2 separate regions of the Mus musculus genome follow, and region 2 is linked to region 1. A link is a contact called in public Hi-C data. All regions are on one chromosome and are shown on one strand. The core of a region is the stretch at or near the end of the contact, and the rest is flanking DNA. Distances in the headings are between cores, read along the strand shown.

Region 1 (2,848 bases), core at 6-2,505:
CGGCACTACTCAAATGCATCTCTCATAGGAGAACAGGGTCAGGTGTTTCTGGATTCCATTTCAGCAGTCACTGAGGAAACTGGTAGGATAACGCTGGTGCCATCTTGGAAAAAGACATTTAGCTAATGAAGGCCTTGTTGGAATGTAAGCAAAAATGCCTCCTGGAAGCCACCATGGCCGTGTAGGATCGTGAAATAAAGAACATAAGGAAAAAGCATGGACACTACAATTATAGCCCATACAGTCCTTGTCAGCCTGGGGGGGCTTGGGTTTACATACGCATGTGTGCACACACATATGCTGCGTGCTAGTGCAAGGATGTCTGCACATGTGTGTGAAAACTGGAAGGTTACTTTGGATGCCAGTCACTTCAGGCTCTATCTGCTTTGGTTTTGGTTTGATTTGGGCTTTGTTTTGTCTTGGTTTGGTTTAGCAAGCTGGCTAAACTGGCTGGCTCGAGGGTCACACAGACCCACCGGTGTCTGCCCCTCCAGCAGCACTAGGATGGTATGTAGTGCATTCTTCCAGCCCCAGCTTTCTTCCATGGATTCTGTGCATCAATAAGGCCCCCATGCTTACAAAGCAAGCACAGGCCCTGGCCTTGGTGCCTTTTTATCTAGAAAACCAGGAGGATTTAAGGGGGAGTTCATTTCAGTTTCATACTGCACAGCAAACAAAACATGGCTTCGTCCACGTTCTAGTTCCTAGACAGTTTGGTGCCATAATACTGTTCAAATTTGACTCGCTCGCAGTACAAGGTCCATTTCAATGGTTCTGAGGAAGTGCATAGGAGTGATGGCATTATAGGGAGGTCAGTACTCAGGCTGGAGTGGAAGGTGTGAGGCAGGTCCATCTTTTTCTGGTCCATCTTTTTCTCTCCAACATCACCATAGGATTGTTTCCCACTGTGGTTCCTGAGGAAGCCCCCTTCACTGGCCAAGGAGGGGCTTTGAAAGTATGTATAAGGTGATGTGCCCACCTACCCAAGGAACTGCGCATCCGAGCTCAGAGTTGATTTTGAAGCAAGACTCAACAGGAACCAAGAACAATCGTCTGGGAAGCATCTCTCCTGCCAAAGCAGTTCTGTGGCAGCCCCCTGGCACTTCTGGTACCTGTGTGCAGATGGACACTTTGACCTTGGCCAGAGATGCCCAGGACCTCTTTTTGTCCACGCTGGGTCTGGCCTTAGCTAGAGTGCCTCAGAATATCGGGAGGGGGCAGCCATCTGCTGTGGGAGGGCTTGGCTGTGGGTCCTCTCAGGAGACAGGTGGTCAGCAGCAGGGAGACCCACCAGGTTGAAATAATCTGAGGCCAGGCAGGCTGGTGACTGAAGCTCGCAGCAAGGCTACGGCAGGTGCAGAGGGTGGAGAAGCTGGCAGCTCGGAACTGGGTCACTCTCGGTGTGGTCCTGAGTGAAGTTTCTCAACCACAGGTTTGACAGTGCCAGGAAATCCAGAACACCAAGAGTTAGAGAGAAAACCAAGGGCTTTGGGGATATGAAGGGATCCTATGAAAAGGACTCATGCACCTCGATCACTGGCCTCAAGGACTCGGGTTCTAAGCAATGGGTGCCTACTCCCAGAGGCTTCTTCTGAAAAGTAGCTGTAGTTTTGTATAAATTGGAGTGACTCCTGGGGTTAAGGACACTATGAACAGGGATCAGGGCTATATTTCCATCTCTGGTACTTGGGATGTCCTATGTCACCAAGAACTGGGTGTGTTACAGAGGACTCTAGGATACCACCTTGGACATGGAAAACACGGTCAATTGTCGGACTGGTTTTCTCTCAACCTCAGTGAAGCCACAGATCTCTGCAGGTCACAGATGCTCACTTATAAAGTGAAGGAGAGAAACCAGCAGACAGCTGTCTCTTGGATCCCCGGGGTAGGAGCCTGAGGTGGCTCTACAGCTGACATATGCAAGTGACCACACAGAGGACGTACCTGCTTCCCATCACCCTGGCCATGAGGGACCAGTTATCTCATCTCCTAGATTCTGACCCAATTTTACTGCAAACCCCCCCCCCATATTCTCCAGCAGAGAAATTCGATCATAGACAAAGCCTTGAGGTTTGCATTGCCTTTTCTACAACCCTATAGGTGGAACAACATTATGAATTAACCAGTACCCCCAGAGCTCTTGTCTCTAGCTGCATGTGTAGCAGAAGATGGCCTAGTCAGCCGTCACTGGGAAGAGAGGCCCCTTGGTATTGCAAACTTTATATGCCCCAGTACAGGGGAAACACCAGGGCCAAGAAGCGGGAGTGGGTGGGTAGGGAAGCAGGGCGGAGGGAGGGTATAGGGAACTTTCGGGATAGCATTTGAAATGTATATAAAGAAAATATCTAATAAGAAAGAAAGGAAGAAAGGAAGAAAGGAAGAAAGGAAAAAAGAAAGAAAGAAAGAAAGAAAGAAAGAAAGAAAGAAAGAAAGAAAGAAAGAAAGAAAGAAAGAAAGAAAGAAAGAAAGAGGAATTTACCTCCACACTCTGCGTGGAAAAGGGGAATGCATTCACCAAATTGACGGTGTGAACAGAAAGGGAAGCTAATGTTTAACCTAGGACTGAAGGCCGTACCATCTGAAAATGTCCAGCCATCTTTTCTACAGACAACTTTATAGTTACTGTAGAGAATTAGATTGAAGGGGGTTTAGCCTAAGTGTCCACCTGGTTCCGTTCCTGAGACCCTGAGCACTTGACAGCAAGGTCACGCAAGAAGCTTTAAACACAAGTGTGTCTCTAACTCATCTGAGCTGACCTCTTATTGACTTTGAACGAGTCCAGCTTTATAGACGTCCTCAAATGAGAGGTGATGGGGCACAACTCCTCAGGACATTTTATTTAAGGACA
Region 2 (3,071 bases), core at 88-2,587, 290 kb before region 1:
ACACACACACACAGCCAACTAACACCACTCCTTTATAACCGTCTGTCCTACCCCCCACCTAGTTCCTAATTACTTCGTGGCATATCTTTGTTCCTTTGTGTAGAGTGCACTCGAACAAGGTAGAACTGTGTCCGTTTTTGAGAAAGCCAAAGACCAGTAAGTGCAAAGTTTCATTTCCTGATGAAGCTTTCTGACCATGGTCTTCTTTCAAAACAGCGCACGAATGGCCACTCAGATGGAATTGCCTTGCTTATAAAAAATATAAAATGTTAAGTGAAAAGAAGCAGGCAACAGTGCACACTGTGTATGAGTAAAAGGCCGCCTGTCTGTGGGGAAGGCAGCAAGTGTGCAGCCATCCCAGATCTGAGGTGCCTGGGGGACAGGAGGAGACTTCTGTCCTGTTTTCTAAATTTTTCGTTTTTATAGTAATTTTAAACTTTTTTTTTTTTAAATTCACTTGATGAAACAACTTGCCAGTGGTTGAACACACACTACTACTCAGAACAAAAGCCTTGCTCTGGGCTTCCAGGGTTAATCAAATGCATTAAAACTCTAGGTCTTCAGTGAAGTGTCTGGGACTCCTTGGCTCTCTTCTGCGGAATGATCGACTCCTGATGCCCAGAGTTACTGCTGTTAATGACAAAGAATCCCTGGGCTGGGAGATGGCTCAGTCAGTAGGTCAGTAAAGTACTTGCAAGCATGCAGATCCCAACACCTCTGATGCTAGGTGCTGTGGCTCCCTGGCTGTCCAGCCTAGCTGAACTGGGGAGCTCCGGGTTCTATGAGACCCTCCTAAAAGTGGTAACAGGAATGAGATCAGGGAATGAGATCAGAAGCTGACTATTGGACTTACACACACACACACACACACACACACACACGCCTCTTTATTCACTTCTTTCAGATAATAATAATAATCTTTAAGGACATAATATATATTATAATATAATGCTCGCTAGGAAGAAAATGGTTGAGAGAACAGTCACACCGTGTCCCATCCTCTGTGGAAACCAACCAAACCCATTCTGACCCAGCCGGAGTATACCAAGCCAGTGGCCTGTGTGAATGAGCCTTCAGATGTATCAAAGCCCTGGCTCCCAGTCTTCTACCTGAGGCCCCATGCAAACCTTTTCCTGTTTGCCTTTCTCACTCAGAGAATGGTTGTTTGGTAGCATGAAGTTTTGGGGTAGCCTGTCACCAGGCCCTAGTACAGAGGGAAGTGAACGGTGGCAGGTTAGTACAGGAGTTTTGCCAAATGTGAGCACCTTGAGGGACATCACACCCAGCAGAGGAGACCCACTTGGAATATTGCTTAGGATAACCCTTGTCTTGGTCTTAAAACCTGTGAATATACAGATACGTGCCACAAGAGGGCAGGTGTACATGCTGAATGGCTCCAGAAACTTAACCTCTTTCTCACCAAAAAAAAAAAAAAAAAAAAAAAAAAAAAAAAAAAAAAAAAAAAAAAATTCGCCAGTGGTTTTGTGTCCCTATCTGTCACTGCCCACAGACAGGCTTTGGTTTTGGAGAAACAAAAGCCCAGTGCAGAAAACCCAAGCCCGGAGGAAAGCCTCCACGAGAGCATTCCCCAGCACTAAATTTAACTCTGCCGTATTTGTGTGTGTTGTAAAATATATTTCTGCAATGAAAATACCTACAATTTCATTACCACGAAAGACGGAGCTGCTATTTTTAAATGTCGGTGGGATAAACGTTTCCCAACTCTGTTGCCGCGTGAATGCAGATGTACCCTTCCCTCAATCTCATTTACAGAGTAATGGGATCAAATAATGCTTTGTTATTTCGTAATGAACAAAGCAATATGTGAGTCTGAAAAAAGAAGCAATTACACTTATTTTTCTTTTACCCCAGACCCTCTCTCCCAATTGCATTCTGATATTAAAATGAACTTAATTTGTTGGGTAATTCCAAGTCCTTGCTTCCAGTTCTCTGAAGATGAGGGTTCAGGCTTCTCAGAACTTAGGTTTTCTAGCTACAAATCGTTTTCTCAAAATGTTTCTTAGAGACCTCAGCCAGTCTCGCCCTGGAGGGGAGAAGGCGGGATGGGGATGGGGCCGGGGAAGGGGTAGGGCCAGGGGTGGGGGGGTCTGTAGGACTGCGCACTTCCTGCATACCATGCATCTGCACCGACTCTGGGGCTGGTCAGGGTTAGCTCTGGAGCAGGGTTAGCACAGCTACTACACGGACAGCAATGGAGCTCAAAGTCTGGCTCCCTTGCAGTTTGCTCTGGACCAGTTTGGAGCTACAGAGCCACGCCCTACTTTAGTGACTAGGATTTTCGGTGTGATGGCTGATGTCAGCTTGCTGGGATCTAGAAACACCTGGGAGATAAATCTCTGTGGGCATGTCAGTGAGGGAGTTTCTAGATTTAGGGTAATTGAGGTAGAATGATCCACCCTAACTGTGGACAGTACCATCCCTTGGACTGGGGTCCCAGACTGAATGAAAAGGAGTGAGCGAGCTGAGAGCCAGCATTCGCCTCTCTGTGCTTCCTGACTTCGAGGGAAGTGTGGCCAGCTGCCTCAAGCTCCTCCCACCGTGCCTTCCCCACCATGAGATTTGTGAGCCAAAATAAATTCTCTCTCCCAAAGTTGCCTTTGTCACGAATTTTGTCGCAGTTCTGCAAACATTAATAGGCTAGGCATGTGTCACATGACTCTCCTATTTTCTCTGAAACATGCCTTTCTTATCTATTAAATGGACATCACCTTTTTTCTTTTCCAAAAGGACTGAATAAAATCATGAAGGTAAAGCGCAAAGACCCATGGCTGGTGTAAAACTATTGATCAGAAACTAGTCCATCCTTTCCCAAGGCTATTGCCGTTCCTGAGCTCAGCTCTCCCAGGGAAGGTTCACCGAGACAAGGCATGGAAGACACAGTAGGATTATGTATTGCTGCTTTTCATTGCCTCACTTCCTGTTCTGTAAAAATGATTTTGAAGACAACCACGGCTGATAACTGCTAAGTCTCCTTTAGCAGCTGACTACAAACGCACAACCTCTCTAAGACCTTCTGGAAGATTTCTCATAGCGTGCTTCTTACACAGTTC

The links. Hi-C and Micro-C count contacts between places; a contact is called where the count stands out from the background.
Region 2: a Hi-C map of cerebellar granule neurons shows a contact between it and region 1, with 1.7 times the contacts expected there. The contact joins two enhancer-like sites. A contact is called at or near these places in 3 of 484 Hi-C or Micro-C datasets (cerebellar granule neurons, embryonic stem cells and nephron progenitors), 1 of 115 datasets of contacts at active chromatin or transcription factors (embryonic stem cells) and 1 of 9 other capture datasets (embryonic stem cells).

The regions. Positions count from the first base shown.
Region 1 is chr7:133,285,423-133,288,270 of GRCm38.p6, reverse strand. No RefSeq gene overlaps it. Among named protein-coding and RNA genes, the nearest start is that of Gm35567, 71 kb to the right of the region's middle. Within about 2 kb of position 1,255, at least 3 of the 459 cell types and tissues checked have an H3K27ac peak or open chromatin away from gene starts, as enhancers often do. A contact at or near this core is called in cerebellar granule neurons, where this site is marked.
Region 2 is chr7:133,570,412-133,573,482 of GRCm38.p6, reverse strand. No RefSeq gene overlaps it. Among named protein-coding and RNA genes, the nearest start is that of Tex36, 30 kb to the left of the region's middle. Within about 2 kb of position 1,337, at least 3 of the 459 cell types and tissues checked have an H3K27ac peak or open chromatin away from gene starts, as enhancers often do. A contact at or near this core is called in cerebellar granule neurons, where this site is marked.